2 separate regions of the Sus scrofa genome follow, and region 2 is linked to region 1. The links are chromatin contacts, called in public promoter capture Hi-C maps. All regions are on one chromosome and are shown on one strand. The core of a region is the stretch at or near the end of the contact, and the rest is flanking DNA. Distances in the headings are between cores, read along the strand shown.

Region 1 (2,976 bases), core at 148-2,647:
GTGGTGACGTGATGAGGACGGTGGTGTGGGCGGTGGCCGTCATGGTGCTGCTGATGGTGGTGGGGGCGATGGTGAATTGTGGTGGGGGCAGTGGTCATGCGGGTGGTGGTGGTGGCGATGGGGATGCCTATTACTGGAGCTTTCTGGGCACTGGGCACTGTTCTGAGGGCTTCACTAAACAACGCTGGGGTGTGGGTACTGCTAAGATCCCCACGTTGCAGGTGAGAAAATTGCAGCTCGGGGAGGTATGGTGACTTGTTTGAGTGTTTGCTGGAGCTGGACATGGAGGCCAGTTCTCCCAACTCCCAAGCTCGTGCCTTTTTACCACCCCAGCATGATCCCACAAGGGGTTCTTGGGGCCCCTGGGCACCTTGAAGGTGGACCCAGGCCCTAGAGTCTCTGGTCGTGCAGGAACGGGTGCAGGTTGGAGTCGGGGGAGTGAGGACGAGGTGAAGCGTCCTCTGGGCCCCTGGCCGGTCCTCCACCTGGAGGCCCCGTCTCTGCCTCAGCCTCTGGCCCACGCGAGTGCTGGGCCAGTTCCTGGAAACCCTCATGGCCCTGAGCAAGGCGCCCCCCAGGACGTGGTTTGGCCTTGTGGTCTGAGCGTCTTACCTCCTCGGCATGGTCTCCCAGGTCAATCTCCACAAACACAGATGGTTTCTGTGGATGGAAACCAGAGGCGTGGCTGATGGGTTTGGGCGAGCTGGGGAGGAGTGAGGTTCCGGGCAGCGAGTTGGGCTCTGTCCTGTGGCTGCCTGGGTCCGGGACCACCAGACACAGCCAGGCTTGGCAGGGGCCATCCATGGCAGCTCTGGCAGTGAGGGAGTGGAGGGGTGGCCCTGCTCACCTCCCCTCAGGTCCCTGAGGACCAGGGCCTCTGGGTACCAGGGCGATGCCTGGTGGGCACCTTCTCTGCCCACTACAGACCTGCTCACCTGGGCAGCACCTGAGCTCTGCCTCTACAAACCCACCTGCCCTCTGCCTGAACTTAGAGACCTGCTGAGATGTGTAAGGCCTGGGGGGCTCGAGTGGGGCTGCCCCAGGCCTCAACCAGGCGCCTTGGTGCCATGGAAGTGGAAGCACTTCAGTCAACAGCTGGAGAAGCACTTGGGGAGTGGAGGCCTCCCCCGAGCCCTGGACACGGGCCAAGGACCAGCTGCTGTAAACCTGGTGGGACCCGCCCAGCTCCCCCTCCTTCCCTACGCTTGGATCAGGACAGAAAACTGTTCCCTGGCAGGGTCTTTGGGGAGGGGTACCTCTCAGTGTGGGGCCGCAGGCCGCCACCCCGCAGGGCCCTGAGCACAGTTACTAACTGTGCTGCTTGGCAAGCTGGGCCTGGGGCGCCCAGCACCAGCCGAGAGCACAGAGCTGGATGCCAAAGGCTCAGCTCAGGGCGGGGGGGGGGGGGGGCTTGGTCCAGCCTGCAGCCCATGTGACTCAAGGACAGTGCCTCCACAGCAGGACTGTCTGACTTGTCACCAAAGTGAAAAGCTCTTGCCTCTTTTTCCAGCAGGTCAGCCAGTTTTATGGACTCTGGCTCCTGCTCCTGTAAAAAGACACCAAACAGGTAAGAAAGGCAGGACTCAGGGCTGAGGGGCCGGCAGTGCCTTGGCATCAAAGACCCTTGGCCTGACCTTAGCCTCCGGGGTGCACTTGTCCACGCTCTGCCCTCTGTCCTGCTCCTCCTGGACGCTGGCCTCGGGGGTGTTCACAGCCTCAGGCTCTGCCCTGTCGCCCTCACGGTCCTCCTTCCCCAGGGCGTCCTGGTGCTGTTCCTGCTTGTCCTCCTCCAGGTTAGGCTGGCTGCAGGGGTGGGGGCGGGGGGCGGGAGCCCGGTGGTGACCCAGCGCCCGCGGAGGGGACGAAGCAAGGGCAGAGGATGGGCAGTGGGCAAGGCCCACCTGGGGCAGAGGCACATGTGGGGTGACAGATGCAGCAGGGCTGGTGCTTCTCTCTGCAGAGCTGTCCCCCTAACCTGCCCAAGAGGCCACTTCCTGCAGCCCCACCCCTCAGGTGAGACGCTTCCTTCCTGGACATCTGAGGGGATGTTTGCAGAGCCAGTTCCCGCTCCCAGACAGATGGGGAGGTGGGGGGGGGCTTTGGGGAGGGGCCTGCAGCCCCGAGAGCCCCATGGTCACCTGCCTCGAGCCCCCACCCCAATGTCCTCTTCTAAACTCTGGGCAGCTCCCCGCTGCACGAAGGCCACTCACCAGCTGGCATCTTCCGCATCACTTTTGAGGTCCTTCCCCTGGTCTTCAGACTCTGCAGAGGAAGCGGCTGGCTTGCAGTCAGCCTGTGATGATGCAGGCGGGCCGCCCGTGGGCCAGGGGTGCTGCCTCCACCCTTATGACCGGAGGGTTTTTATCCTGACCTGTTCTGCCGAATCCCCAGCCCCGGAAGCCGCCTGCTTGACTCCTGACCTCAGCACTTAGCAAGCCTCGTGCCAGAGCCTCCAAAGCTCACAGCCCAGCCAAACCCCCGCACCCCCAGCCCCCAGTCCCCAGGGGCCCTCTGCCCTCTCAGGGCACAGGCTGAGGCACTTGGCCAGGAGCAGTCCTCCTGGTCGTCTGGACTTGGAGCAGCAGAAGCAGAGGTGGGATCTGTGCCACACTCAGCCCCTTCAGGATGTGCCTCCTGGCCCCTGAGGGGCACTGCCAGGGTGGGGGCACCTGGCCAGGAAGGGGAGCTGGGCACATGGTCATGGGAGCGGCCCAACCGGAGGGAACAGCTGGGACCTCACGCAGAGCCGTGGTCGGTGAAGGACTAAGGGAAGCTGCATGTCGGTGACCTCACCGGGCAGCGTGAGCCTCTTAAGTGTGAGCTCCGAGCAGGAGACCATGGTTTCCTGGTAAAACGCAGGCTTCTCGCCGCCGGGAGCTGGCAGACCCCGAGGGGTCTCCTACCCCCATTAGGGCCTAAGAGGAAGCCTCCGATAGGTCTTCGGGTCAGCGACAGTCAGGGCCCGTTTCTGTGCAG
Region 2 (3,157 bases), core at 355-2,854, 82 kb after region 1:
AGCGTCGCAGCCATGATCCACAAACCAAAATAAAGCAGACACAGGAAACAACACGCTGATTTGGGGTGGCTGGAATTCCTGAGCAGCACTGAATGTCATCAACAGCTGACACTCAAGCAGTCACTGGGTGCCTGGCTCTGTTCCCGGAGGCCCTTTCTCACAGGGGAATGTGCAGCCCCCCGGGGAGGACAGGGAGTTCAGCGGGCAAGACAGACCCTGGGGACAGGCAACACTCTGAGTCCCGAAAAGCCCTCTCCAACAGGAGCTGGCCCCTCATCCGTGAGAGGACACACTTGTGGCATTAATGTGTAGCAGACACTCCAGGCGCTGATCTTGCTCTGGGGTGAAAAAGTCTTATATCTCCAAGATAAAACAGGACCACCAGGAGAAGGTGACACTCTCTAGATAAACCCAGGAAGTCCAGACATAGCCTTCCAGCTGCACTTCCCTCCCCCAGCTCTTGGGTCCAGTGAGAAAGGCAGGCTGCTCCAGGGACACGACCTGAATGGCAGGCCGGGTGGCCAAAAGCTTCCGCGGCCAGTTCTCAATGGAAGGGGGGAGGGGTGGCTCCTGTGGCTCGCTGCCCTGAGGGAGCCCTGGGCCAGGGCGCTCCACATATTCACACACAGACATACACACACAATCACTCAGGAACACACATATGCACACACAATCCACCTACACAGTCGTGTGCACACCCAGGCACCAGTCAGCAGCCTGCCTCTGCCCCTCGCCCCGGGGCAACATGTGAAAGAGCTCACACGTTCCCAGCAAAGCAAGTTTCTGGGCGCTGCACTGAGCGGAGGTGCGGAACCCCGAGGTGGGTGTTTGGGGCACTAGAAATGTACGCATCCGGAGAGTCCCCACACGCGTGCGCGCGCTCATGCACACGCAGACACACTCCCAGCAGGGATGGGACCCGGGTCCAGCCGCACCTCTCCCTGGTGCAGGCGACCCCACCTGCGGGGACTAGGGGCCGCTCGCGGCGCGGAGGCACCGCGGGGAGCTGCGTCCCCCGAGCTCGGCCCGGCCAGTCCCGCGGAAGGTGGGGAAGGGGCTGCGGTCTCCCAGGAGATGGCGAAGGGGCACTCGGTCCGGCATCTCCCGAAGGTGGGGAGAGAGTTGAGGCCAGAGGTCTCCGGGAAGGTGGGGAGGAAGCCTTGGCCGGGCATCTCCCGAAGGTGGGGAGGAGGTAGCGGCCGGAGGTCTTGGAGGAGGTAGGGAGGGGTCAAGGCTGGGGATCTCCTGGGAGGTGGAGAGGGGAGCGCAAATGAGGAGCGCGCGTCGCCGGGAGGCGCCAGGGCCGCGGCCCTCAGCGAAGGGGTCGGGAGTCTGAGAGCGCCCGCCGATAGCCCCCTGGAAGGCCACGACGCCTCTGCCGGCTCCCGGGAGCTCACCGATCTTGATCTTCACGCTCTGGAAGACTCGGAGCCCCTCTTCCTCCACCGCCATGCTGGGTCGGCCCGGAATTCGTGCGCCGAGCCCCGCCGAGCAGCAGGAGCCAGAGCGGCGGCGCAGTCCCCGCGCTCTGCGCGCGTCTCGTCGACCGCGGGTCGGCCGCGCCTCTGTCCCCTGGCTCCGCCCACGCACCCGACCATTGGCCGAGAGCGCGAGCGTGGGCGGTGAGGCTCCGCCCACGGCCCTGCCCAGTTGCCTTGTGCCTGAGGTCCGCAAAGGGGCAGGAGCGAGACGGCTCCGCCCACATCCCAGCCCCAGATCCCCATTGGCCGAACCCCGCAAGGGGGCGTGGTCGGTATCAGAGAAGGGTTGGAAGGTACCACGCCGGGGTGGTTCACCCAGCAGGGAGGATCCCACAAGGGTTGCTGGAGGAACTGGGCCGAGGGGCGCTGGGGGGTACTGGGCGTGGGGAGGGCGCCAGGAGGGGACCGGTCAGCTGTCGCTGGCTCGGGGAGCGGGGGGCGGTGGCGAGGGCCGGGCGGAAGGGGGGGCGGGGACCGGGAGGGCGGGGCGTGGAGGACTAGGGTTGCAAAGAAGGTGGCGGGGGCTAGGCGAGGGGAGGCAGAATCTGGCGGGAGGACGCGGGAATAGGGAGATGTGCACATGATTTTAAGAAACTCAGACCTAAAGGAATCAAGGAAAAGAATTCTCTGGCCCAGCTCGGCCCCCTCAGAGCAAGTCCGCACTTGCGGACCAGCTGCTGGAGACCTGGCCTCTGGAGGAACAAGGGTTCCACTGAGGTTGCTGATTAGGCTCCGCAGATGTCCATTCCCTTCTGATGCCTTCCTGTCCCTCTACCGTGCCCTGGTCTCCCGCCACCTGGCTCTGAGTCTTTCAGGCCACGTGCACTCCTGTCTGCCCTTGCTGATCCCCATGCTACCATCCTCCCCTTATTTTCTGTCTCCTGACTTCCTGTCCACTTATCTCTCCTCTGACTTAGGAGTGCCCAACATCACACACACAGACTTACACACACACACACCAGAATACAAGCTTAATAAAGAGAGAGGCCTGTTTTTCTCACTGTTTTACCTCACTTCCTTAAAAAAAAAAAAAAAATGCTTAGGTACCTGTTGAAAAAGATTACTGACCATTCTTACCCTCCTTCCAGGTCCTCAATCAGCTGCTTGAGGCAACCTTCTCAGGACTGTCAGAGGAGGTGTTTACTCATGGTTTACTGAAGAGGCTGGGGTCAAGCCCCCAGTGTTGCTGCCTCAGGACCCCAGCAGGCTCCTGTAGTTGTGTGGCCACCCAGAGCCCACCCTCCTCCTAGCCAAGACTTGGCCTCCATCAGGGTAACTGAAAAGTAACCCCAGTTCCTGACCTTCTCAGAGGACCAGCTGAAACCCCAGTAGCAGCTGCATTGTTGCCAAGTGGCTCCTCTGTCCCCATCTTCCCCCCATTCTCTCACAGACTTTCCCTCCCAAACACTTCCAACCAGGTCCTGCACATGGATTTCCTCTTTGGAGTCTGTTTCCAAGGGAACCGCTGTAAGGCATCTGGGGCCAGGAGTGTCCAAGGAGTGGCCTCTATGATGGGGTTTGAGAGCCAGATGCTAAATGACAGCTGGCAGCCCTGCCCTGCTGCAGCAGTGCTGAGTTGCCAGGAGGCCTGCTGAGGGGGACACGGTGGGGTGCAGTGTCTCAGGTATTGGAGAAGTTGGAAAAAGCAGGAATCATCTGGACTGTGGAATTAGGTG

What was found. Promoter capture Hi-C pulls out the DNA fragments that hold promoters and counts their contacts.
Region 2: a contact with region 1 is called in a promoter capture Hi-C map of liver, with 4 times the contacts expected there. The contact joins the promoter of RASA3 here to the promoter of LOC106504737 in region 1. A contact is called at or near these places in 5 of 5 promoter capture datasets (fetal liver, fetal skeletal muscle, liver and 1 more), 12 of 47 Hi-C or Micro-C datasets (alveolar macrophages, blood, embryonic fibroblasts and 6 more) and 1 of 2 datasets of contacts at active chromatin or transcription factors (skeletal muscle).

What each region holds. Positions count from the first base shown.
Region 1 is chr11:78,944,917-78,947,892 of Sscrofa11.1, forward strand. LOC106504737 reads right to left here and starts at 1,398. Exons shown (of 4, transcript XM_021065991.1): 1 at 613-1,398. The coding sequence starts at 804. LOC110255870 (a long non-coding RNA gene) reads left to right here. Exons shown (of 4, transcript XR_002336798.1): 2 at 1,511-1,567.
Region 2 is chr11:79,026,387-79,029,543 of Sscrofa11.1, forward strand. It overlaps RASA3 (ras GTPase-activating protein 3), which reads right to left and starts at 1,605. Exons shown (of 24, transcript XM_003131110.5): 1 at 1,398-1,605. The coding sequence starts at 1,452.